Linked DNA regions of Mus musculus: region 1 is linked to region 2. Evidence: chromatin contacts called from public promoter capture Hi-C data. All regions are on one chromosome and are shown on one strand. Each heading gives the region's core, a stretch centred on a gene start, on an enhancer-like site or on the middle of the called end of the contact. The rest is flanking DNA. Distances are from core to core; before and after follow the strand shown. Region 1 has its middle 14 kb from the start of Gm38539. Region 2 overlaps Nod1 (nucleotide-binding oligomerization domain containing 1).

The links. Capture Hi-C pulls out chosen DNA fragments and counts their contacts.
Region 1: a promoter capture Hi-C map of adipose tissue shows a contact between it and region 2. The contact joins two enhancer-like sites. A contact is called at or near these places in 3 of 484 Hi-C or Micro-C datasets (the G1E-ER4 cell line, embryonic fibroblasts and embryonic stem cells), 2 of 115 datasets of contacts at active chromatin or transcription factors (embryonic stem cells and pancreatic cancer cells) and 2 of 9 other capture datasets (adipose tissue and pancreatic islet).

What each region holds. Positions count from the first base shown.
Region 1 is chr6:55,014,133-55,018,499 of GRCm38.p6, forward strand. No RefSeq gene overlaps it. Among named protein-coding and RNA genes, the nearest start is that of Gm38539, 14 kb to the left of the region's middle. Within about 2 kb of position 2,604, at least 106 of the 459 cell types and tissues checked have an H3K27ac peak or open chromatin away from gene starts, as enhancers often do. A contact at or near this core is called in adipose tissue, where this site is marked.
Region 2 is chr6:54,938,489-54,942,980 of GRCm38.p6, forward strand. It overlaps Nod1 (nucleotide-binding oligomerization domain containing 1), which reads right to left. Exons shown (of 12, transcript NM_172729.3): 5 at 816-899. Among named protein-coding and RNA genes, the nearest start is that of Nod1, 32 kb to the right of the region's middle. Within about 2 kb of position 1,388, at least 49 of the 459 cell types and tissues checked have an H3K27ac peak or open chromatin away from gene starts, as enhancers often do. A contact at or near this core is called in adipose tissue, where this site is marked.

The DNA of each region.
Region 1 (4,367 bases), core at 1,354-3,853, 77 kb after region 2:
ACCTCTGCATCAGCTCCTGTTTTCAGGTTCCTGTCCTGTTTAGTTCCCATTCTGCCTTCCTTCAGTGACTAAACTGACACATGGAAGTGTACAGCGAGTAAGCCCTTTCCTCCCCAACTTGCTTTTGTTCCTGGTGTTTCATCACAGGCATCTTAACCTTGACTAAGACCACCCCCATGGAAGGTTCTAGCAACTCTGCTTAGTCCTCTCTCTTCCTCCTCCTTCCCAGCTACCCTGAGAAGGCAGTATGGACAACATTGTGATGACTCAGCATTTTATCTTGTGTGCCCCTGGGTGACACACCTTCCACAGTCTTCCTTTCTGCCTTTCTCTTTCCTCTTCACCACATCTCTCCTGTGTATCCTATAGGTGCCACAATTCTGTACGGTCTACACCTTAACCCCCTTCTCAATTAGACTCCCCCATCTTTCATGTTGCCATTAACGTACAAAGAATGTTTCAGAGAGTTTAGTTTAAAGCACCATGGGCACTCACGTGTGAAGGACATCCATCATATACAGATGCCACTGTCTTGGTTACTGTTTAAGAGATACCATGACCAAAGCAACTCATACAAGGAAGCATTTAAATAGGGGATTGCTTACAGTTTCAGAGGGTGAGTCTGTGGTCATCATGGCAGGGCACATGGCAGCAGGTGGGCAGGCATGGCGCTGAAGCAGTAGCTGAGAGCTTATATCTTATTGGCAATTTGGATGCGGAGAGACAGCAAGACTGGGCCTGGTATGGGCTTTTGAAACCCCAAAGCTCATCACCTGCCCCATCGACAAACCTTCTCCGACAAGGCCACACCTCCCAGTAATTCCTAAAACAGTTTCATCAACTGAAGGCCAAGTGTTCTAAGGTAAGAACCTGTAGGAGCCATTCTCATTCAAACCACCAGAGAAGTCACCAGAGAAGCAAAGCAGTTGCGAAAGTAGTGAGTTATCCAGTAGTGAGGTGGGGCCTGGGAGGTGGCTCAGCTGGTGAAGTGTTTACCACACAAACGGAAGGACCTGCTCAGGTCCCCTTGTTCTGAGGATGGCTCAGATTCAGGCATGAACCACATTCCTGGCTTGGTGTTTTTGATGCAGTTATCATCCACTGGATACTGGCTTGAGATAAAGCACTTAGCATCGTTTAAGCAGCAGGACATCAGACCACTGAGGAGTTCTCACACTGGGCTGCATCATAAACACAATTTTTAAAAGCCATTTGGACCCATTTTGCATTCAGCATCCTAATTAGCCTGTACCTAGCTGGAGGACAAGTCTAGTGTCTCTTTTGTTCCCCTCTGGCATTCCCATAATTCTTTTGAGGCTCCTGTAACTTTCAGGGCTAGCATGGTTGCAGGCTATAGTTTAGTTAAGAGAAACAAACATGACCAACTGTGGTTTCAAATGCCTTTAATAGCAGCACTCTGGAACTGGTCAGCTCCAGAATTCTAATGTCTTCTAAGCAAAAATATTTGCAAATCCCTCGCAACATCAATTCTATTACTTTGACTTTCCTCTATATTCAGCTGTCCCCTCATCTGAAGCCACAGATGCTAGGAGGCAGCAGACCATGCATCTGGGTGTTAGAACCTTCCTTAGCTCTCAGTTGCCTGCATTCTACTTTCCGCTTCTATGAACTTGACCACTTTAAATACCTCATATGCTTGAGTTGGGGTTTCTATTGCTTTGATGAATCACCAGGACCAAAAGCAACTTGGGGAGAAAAGGGTTTATTTTGCTCACACTACCAGGTCACACCCCATCACAGAGGGAAGCCAAGACAGGAAACTCAGGCTGGGCAGAAACCTGGGGGGGCAGGAGCTGATGCACAGGCCTTGGAGGAGTCCTGCTTACAGGCTTGCCCCTCATGTTTTGTTCAACCTGCTTTCTTATTGAACCCAAGACCATCAGCTCAGGGGTAGTGCCACCCACAGGGAGCTGGCCCTCTCACCTCAATCACTAAGAAACTGCCCCACAGGCTTGCCTGCAGCCTGATTTTACAGAGGCATTTTCTCAATCAAGTCTCCCTCCTCTCAGATGACTCTAGCTGTCAAATTGACCTTAAACTAGCCAGCATACCATGTAAATGAAATTATGTGATGATTGTCTTTTTGTATGTGATTTATGTCACTTGGCATATGTCCTCAAGGCTCCTTCTGTGTATTTGTGTAACAACATTCACTTCCTCTTTGTGTCTGAATAATAATCCACTTAGCGCATGCATATTCCCTGTTCTTCAGCAAGAAGGCGCACTTGGAGGCTGCCACCTGCTGGCTCTCGTGACTAGAGCTTCCATAAAGTAGGGAGCTGTGTTAGGCACAACCTCAGATTAAGGTGGGCCGGCTACATTGCACAAGATCAAAGCAAGCTGTGTAGACTGCAAGCCACTCCCACCCATGCTCCTCCCCTGGCGTTCTCAGGATGGAGGGAGGGAATTTACCAGAGCTCCTACTTAGTTGCTTTTTTTCACCTTGATCCCAAATCAGCAGCCTGCATTTCAGCAAAGGGCATGGGGCCAGCCCCATCTCAGGTCCCAGCAGGCGTGGGATGTCAAACAACACCCCTCTCCACTCTCAAGAGCCCTGTGATGCTGTCCTTTAAGTCCTGCAGACAGCTAGATGAAGTTTAGTCATCATCTGAAGCACTGTAGGATGGGAAGTCAGGGGTAAGCTCATTGTAACAAAGGAAATATGCATACAAGGAAACATGCCAAAAGACCTTGAGAAGATTTGGGTTAGGTGAAGCGGGGGAGGTGGGGGGATTCAGAGCTCCAGGCCAGCCTGAGCTACATAGATAGCAAGACCCTGTATCAAAAACCAAACAACGGTGGCAGCAACAAAGGGGGAGAATATGCGACACATGGAGTGTGGTAGAGTGCGTTCCTGGCATGCCAGGGCCCCTAGATTCAATTCCTAGTGCTGCCCAAATGAATACCGGGAAATACACACCATGTAAGCCTTTCCACTTTCTTTTCCTTTCATTTCTTCCCTCGCCTAGGAGTATCCCTGGCAGCCAGTCATGCTGAACCATGTTAGACAACATTATTTCCACTAGGGGGCAGCGCTACACTGGCAAGCACAGGCATTCTCTCCTGCCACAGCTTTCCCTTCTCGCTTTACATCTCTGTTAGAGAATTGGCAGAGACCAGGTTCGCTCGGGTTGTTGTTGCTTGCTTGGTTTAGTTTGTTTTGTTTTTGAGGATACAGCTCTTTCAGCCCTTATCGGTCCATAGTATCCCACCATCTCCTGAAGATGAAGTCTGAGCTCTGGGACCATGTGATCACGGATCTGTCTTTCTAGAAAGTAACAGAGCTTCTGTCCCTTCTCAACTGTGGGCTGCCTCAGACTTTGAGAATAAGAGATTTGGGGTGATTCTGATCGATGCCACTTGTTGACTCAATACATCTCTCACCTGCAAAGCCAGGGCTGTGGTGGCCCCACGGCGTGGGGTGTGGATGGAATGAGTCCACCACAGGCCTTACCACACAGATATGCAAAGCCAAAGTCAGTTCTTAGAGATCAGCTGACTAATAAATAGTCTCTGCTGGTCTCCAGGCTTCTCCAGTTCTCTGGCCAAGAATAAACGTTACATTTTTAGTGCTCATCTCATAACCGTATTATAGCCATAGGCAGAGAGGTGGTTATTTCTCGTGACAGAAGGGGAAGCTGTTTTAAATTTCCTAAACTTCCCGATTCTCCCCAGCATGCAGGTTTTGTTTTGTAGTGCTGGGGATCAAGCTTCCTGCTCTAGCACTGAGCCGCGCAGATCTAAGCACTGGGGATCGCAACTCTTGACAATTTCCCTAAACATCCAAATGCTTTCACCCTTGTTCAGCGAGGTGCCAAAGCTGAGTGGTAGCCTAGCTATTTTAGGATCTTTAAACATGAAACATGTCCCTTGATACAGAGTAGGTAGTCAGTATTCATTTCCTAAAGAGACTTACAAATTTAGCTGCTTCGGCTTCGGATCTCAGTGTATTTTCTCAAGTTTTCTCTTCCCTTCCCTACCTCTTAAGGAGTGATCTTGCTAAGGAGTTAACTGAGCCCTCTCCCTGCTGAATTCCTCCTGGTTGGTTTTGGGCGCGTTTGAGAGCGCCCTTCACCAGAGTGCCCAGAACTCCTGACCAGAAGAACTGAAGTGGGTTCTTGAGTTGAGGTCAAATCTTTCCAGCAGTTAAGTGAAAACGCAATGCCCAGGACCACCTGGGTGGCCCAAGGCGATGCTAAAAGGAACTCAAAGCGCATCTCATGAAGTGGAAGGATGTTAGTTCTCCGTGGGCCTTGAGTGAGCTCTCCTGGGGGTGACGTGAGCAACTGTCTAAGCCTGCAAGACCTCATGCTCTGCCTCTCCCTTACGAGCTCTGTGGCCCCCAA
Region 2 (4,492 bases), core at 138-2,637:
TGGCGATTTACATTTTCTGAAGAGTAATGTCCTGTGTCTTTTTTTACAAAACTATTTTCCCTATCCATTCTGATTGAAATGTAAGATCAGTAAAGCAGTAAGGCTCCTCTCTGCGGTCCCCCATCATATGTAACAGAGCGGAGCATGGGACCTTTTGACTATGTGTCCTCATGCCCCAGGGTCCACGACTGAGGTCCAGGGGTATGAAGTGACAGAAAAATCAGCAGCCATGGGGCCACCTGCCTTCACTTCAATGCCAAAACCCAAAGCTCTTTGTCACTGATTTAGCAACTGACTTGGATCTCTGTGTGGTCTTTACTTAGCCCTACTTGGTTCTGAGTATTCACTCCCTTTTCTGAGGTATTTGAAGAAGGTACTAGCTAGGACCCCTCTGGCGGAATTACTACTTTTCAACATACATGCCCCTTGCTTTTGACCTAGGAATAGATCTGAAGTAGACAAGTCTAATGTATAAACAGGCATTTTAACCTCTACAAAACCTATCCCGATATGCTTTCTCTTCATATCCTCCAAACCAGCATGCCCGGATTGGGTCTCAACTGTTAAAGTAAGGAAGCTGGGGCTCCGTGAGTTTGTGATGAGCTCAGATCCTACCTAGATACTGGTTGAGCCTAAAACAGAACCCAGAACACATGTGGTGACGCATGCCTGTAAGCCCAGCACGTGGAGGCTGAGGCTGGAGGATGCCAGCACTGGCCATGGTTTCTGTCTCCAGTGGACCACATGCCTGCTAATCTTCTGCTGCTTAGAACTATGACCAGGTAGCAGGCCCAGGATCCTCAAGCGAGACTCACCCCAGGAACGTCACGATCTTATACTTGGTCAGTTCCTCACATAGCACCTTCACCCCCGTGTCGGTGATCTGGTTGACGCTGAGTCTAAAACACAACAGTGAAGATGGCCATACTCAGTCCAAAAATGTCTATAGGCAGGACCAGCAACAAGACTGTAGCCCAGCCCTGAAACAGAAGGGTCACGGAGACCAAGAAGGGCATGTGCAGCCAGCAACCTCCAACATCCTGCATTTTGGGTGTGGCTTCTCCATCCTCTCTACACAGTGGGGAGCATGAAGTCTGAACTGTGTGGGGCCACCTTTAGAGATCACTGCCACTAAGGGTACCCTTGCCTTTTAGGAGTGGGGTCAGGGCATGAGATAACTTGCAAAATACAGGACAGCACAGTCCCCACTAGAACTGACCCAGCTCCAATGCAGGAGAAGGTCGAGCATCCTGCTGCCTACGGAGATTGCTCATTTGAAGCAGCTCTGGGTGGGAAATCAGAAGCTTTCTGGGAAAGGGCGGGTCTTGGCAGCAACCCTCTCCAGCTGACTCCCAGTGCAAATGCTGCCTGTGCGGGCCAGATTGGGCACTGGCCACAAGACAAACAGGAAAACAGGGCCTCAGGGGCTGCTTCCCTATAGGTCAAAGGCCAGCCTATCTCAGAACCAGCAGAATAGCTTCTCATGACCAAAATGTACATGAGTGTATGTATTTATTGGGAGTCCAATAAGTCCAGGGCTTGCAGCATGCTAGGCTGATATGCCCCTGAGCTACCGAGAACCTTCCTCTTCGCCCCCTTGCCCATTTCCCTTTTTCTCCCCACCCCCACCCACCAAGCGATCTCTGTAACAAGCTACCCTGACCATGAAGAGGGAAAGCAGCTGAGAGACAAGGTATGAGCAGGACCCCCCACCCACACCCCTCATGAGGGGACAGGATGGGGGCAGCAGACTTTCTACACTCAAACCAACTGGCAAAATGCTCAACCCTACTGAGAGAAACAACCGGAGAAGCAAACAAAGGGTGTGGCTACGCGCCAATAAACCCTTACTAGCACAAGCTGCGGCTGAGCTGGACCCCAAACTGACATCCACGACAAATAAAAAGTGAACAGAAAAAGATGTATTATCAAGCCACATCAAAAAGATAAGGGCAGCCTCTCAGAACCTGTCCCCAAGAGTATGGTCTCTCTCAGCGCAAGCCCAGGGTGCCCACAGCACAGCTATGCCCTTAGGTCTCAAACCTGGGGACAGAAGGCTGAGATGTCTAACATATCAGAGCAGACCCTGGCTGTCAGGTTCTCCCAGCATCCCTCAGTCCATACCTGCTCCTTGCCAGCATACCCTGCCCTCTGCCCTGACCTGTCCGGCCCAGGGATTGGGCTGTCCTTCCCCCAGCTGCTCTTCCCTATATAATCCAGACATGACTATGCCAGTTCATTTTCACTCTTTCTGCTCTTTTAGACTATTGGTCTCCCATCTCCTGGCTCTCCCCTCCCCCATCTCCCCACATGGCCCAGCTTGATCTGGTCCTGTTAGCCTCAGACACTCCCAGATGTCTGCCTCGGGCTATGCTCTCCCTCATATTTACAATAAACCTTCTCCTCCACCATACCTGTAAGAAATGGTATCAGCTCAGGACCCCCAAGAGCAAGTTCTAAGCACAAAGGCGATTTCTTTGCTCCAGAGGGGACAGAGGGCAGGAATAAGAGACAAAGACAGGAGATAGTGTATGAGGGAGAAGGGTAAAGGAGCAAAGGGGTGGGGGGGAAGGGTACTTGTCCCCATAGGGACAAAGGACTGCCTCTGGATAAGGAGAAGACAGATGCAGTACAAAGGAGAATGGCAGTTTATAAAGGTAGAAGGGGAAACCCTGTGTTAGGATGAGGTGTTTAATATTAACTGGGCATGTTTATTGGGTGAGCCAAAAAGGGGGCTTTTGATTGCAGGACTTCAATACTCTCTGATAGTTGGACTTCGGTGGTCAGTCTCAGGAGGAGGAAGTATCCAAATAAGGGAACAGATGCTGGGGTTAGCTTTAGCAATGCCATTCAATTGTTTTTAGCAAGGCAGAGGGAATGGGGAAGAAGAGCGAAGTCCGACAGATCCATGCGCGTGCTGGCTAGTGTCCCTTCAGTTTCATTGACAATAGCTTTTTACGAGTGTGGCTCAATGGTAAGTGCTTGTGTGGTATGTATGGTGCCTCCAGTTCAAACTCCAATACTGAAGAAAAAAATTAAAAACAAGACATGTCCCTTTTGTGATTCCATCTGGCTACAATACTAAGTAGTTGGCTGGAGTGACCATCTTGCGTAGCCATATTGGGTCAGGATATAGAAGCCAGGTAGTAAGGCAAAAGAGAGCTGGATTTTGGGTTTGAATCAGAGAGACAACATATCAGCTTTTAATCACATATTCCTAGACTTTGCTCCAGAGAGAAATAAGATATATGTAAGCCACCAAGAGTTGATGTTTTCTCAACCTCTTTACTACAATTAATCCTACCTGATGTCTTCAAGGGACTCAAAGTGCTTCTGTGAGGTCAACCATAATATAAGCCCTGCTTTCCTATAAGCTGTTCTTTCCTCTGTGGGTGTGGAGAATGGCCAGAGAGGGCAGGATCCCACTCTGCTCCTGAGCTCCTTCTTACAGAAGTCTTCGGTTCTAGGCTGCCTTCTGTCTTCAGCTTCATACACACCGAGTCCCCACACGGTTTTCACCTAGTTCCCAGGCCTAAGAATGAGCTCCAAAACTCCACTATTCTACAGAACTGCATGAGCCAAACTCTGGCAGACCGAAGTCCCTGCAGAGACTTTGTTTGTTTCCTGCAGGTAATGTTAGCAGGAGAAGCAGAGTAGCCTCTCATTTCTACTATCAAGCAGGAAAATCACCCGAAGACAGCAGGTTATGTGAAGACAGCAGGTATGGGCTGCCTTTCTCAGGAGAAGCAAGGCCGATTAGTTCATAGTCTGCCTTCCCTGGGGCCACACCAGATACCAGGAGCCAAAGGCAAGACTCTGCTCTTTCTGAGCCTCAAGCTCATCTTCAAGGGCAGCTCTTCCCCTTCTGGCCCCACCACGTCTCAGCTGTGGGGCCTGGAGCAATTCCTTAACTTTTCTGTCTCTGCTTCCTATTTGCCTAAATGGGCAATATCGTTCCAAGGCAATAGCAGCCCCTGCCTCTACAGGGAATGTTGCTGGTCTTTGCTACTTTGTGGGTTCTTCTTTTTCCCACCCTTTATCCACACCCTGTTTTACCTCCTGCCACTAGAAAGGAGAGAAAGAAGGATGGAAGAGAGAGAGAGAGAGAGAGAGAGAGAGAGAGAGAATCTAATTTCTTCTTTTCTTCTTTGAGCATGGCAAACAGACCCCAACCAATCCCATCTGAATGACCAGAAACCACTAAAACCACTAACTCTTTTGGGGCTTTAGCATTTATATACCCTCTGAAAAGTTCCTGGAGTTCCAAACGTCATACAACTGCAGAAACTATCTGCAGCTGGCAAAATCATGCCTCCGTTAGAGTACAAGGCAAACCATAGTCAGCGGCTACAGAGTCCAACACAGCCCCACATCCCTGCTCCTGGGATTAAAACAAAAGCACACTCTTATAATATTTTTGTGTGGCTGTTAGATTGGCCATGCTAGGACTCTCCCTTGAGCTTCCTGAAATTGCAGTTGGTTACAGGATACC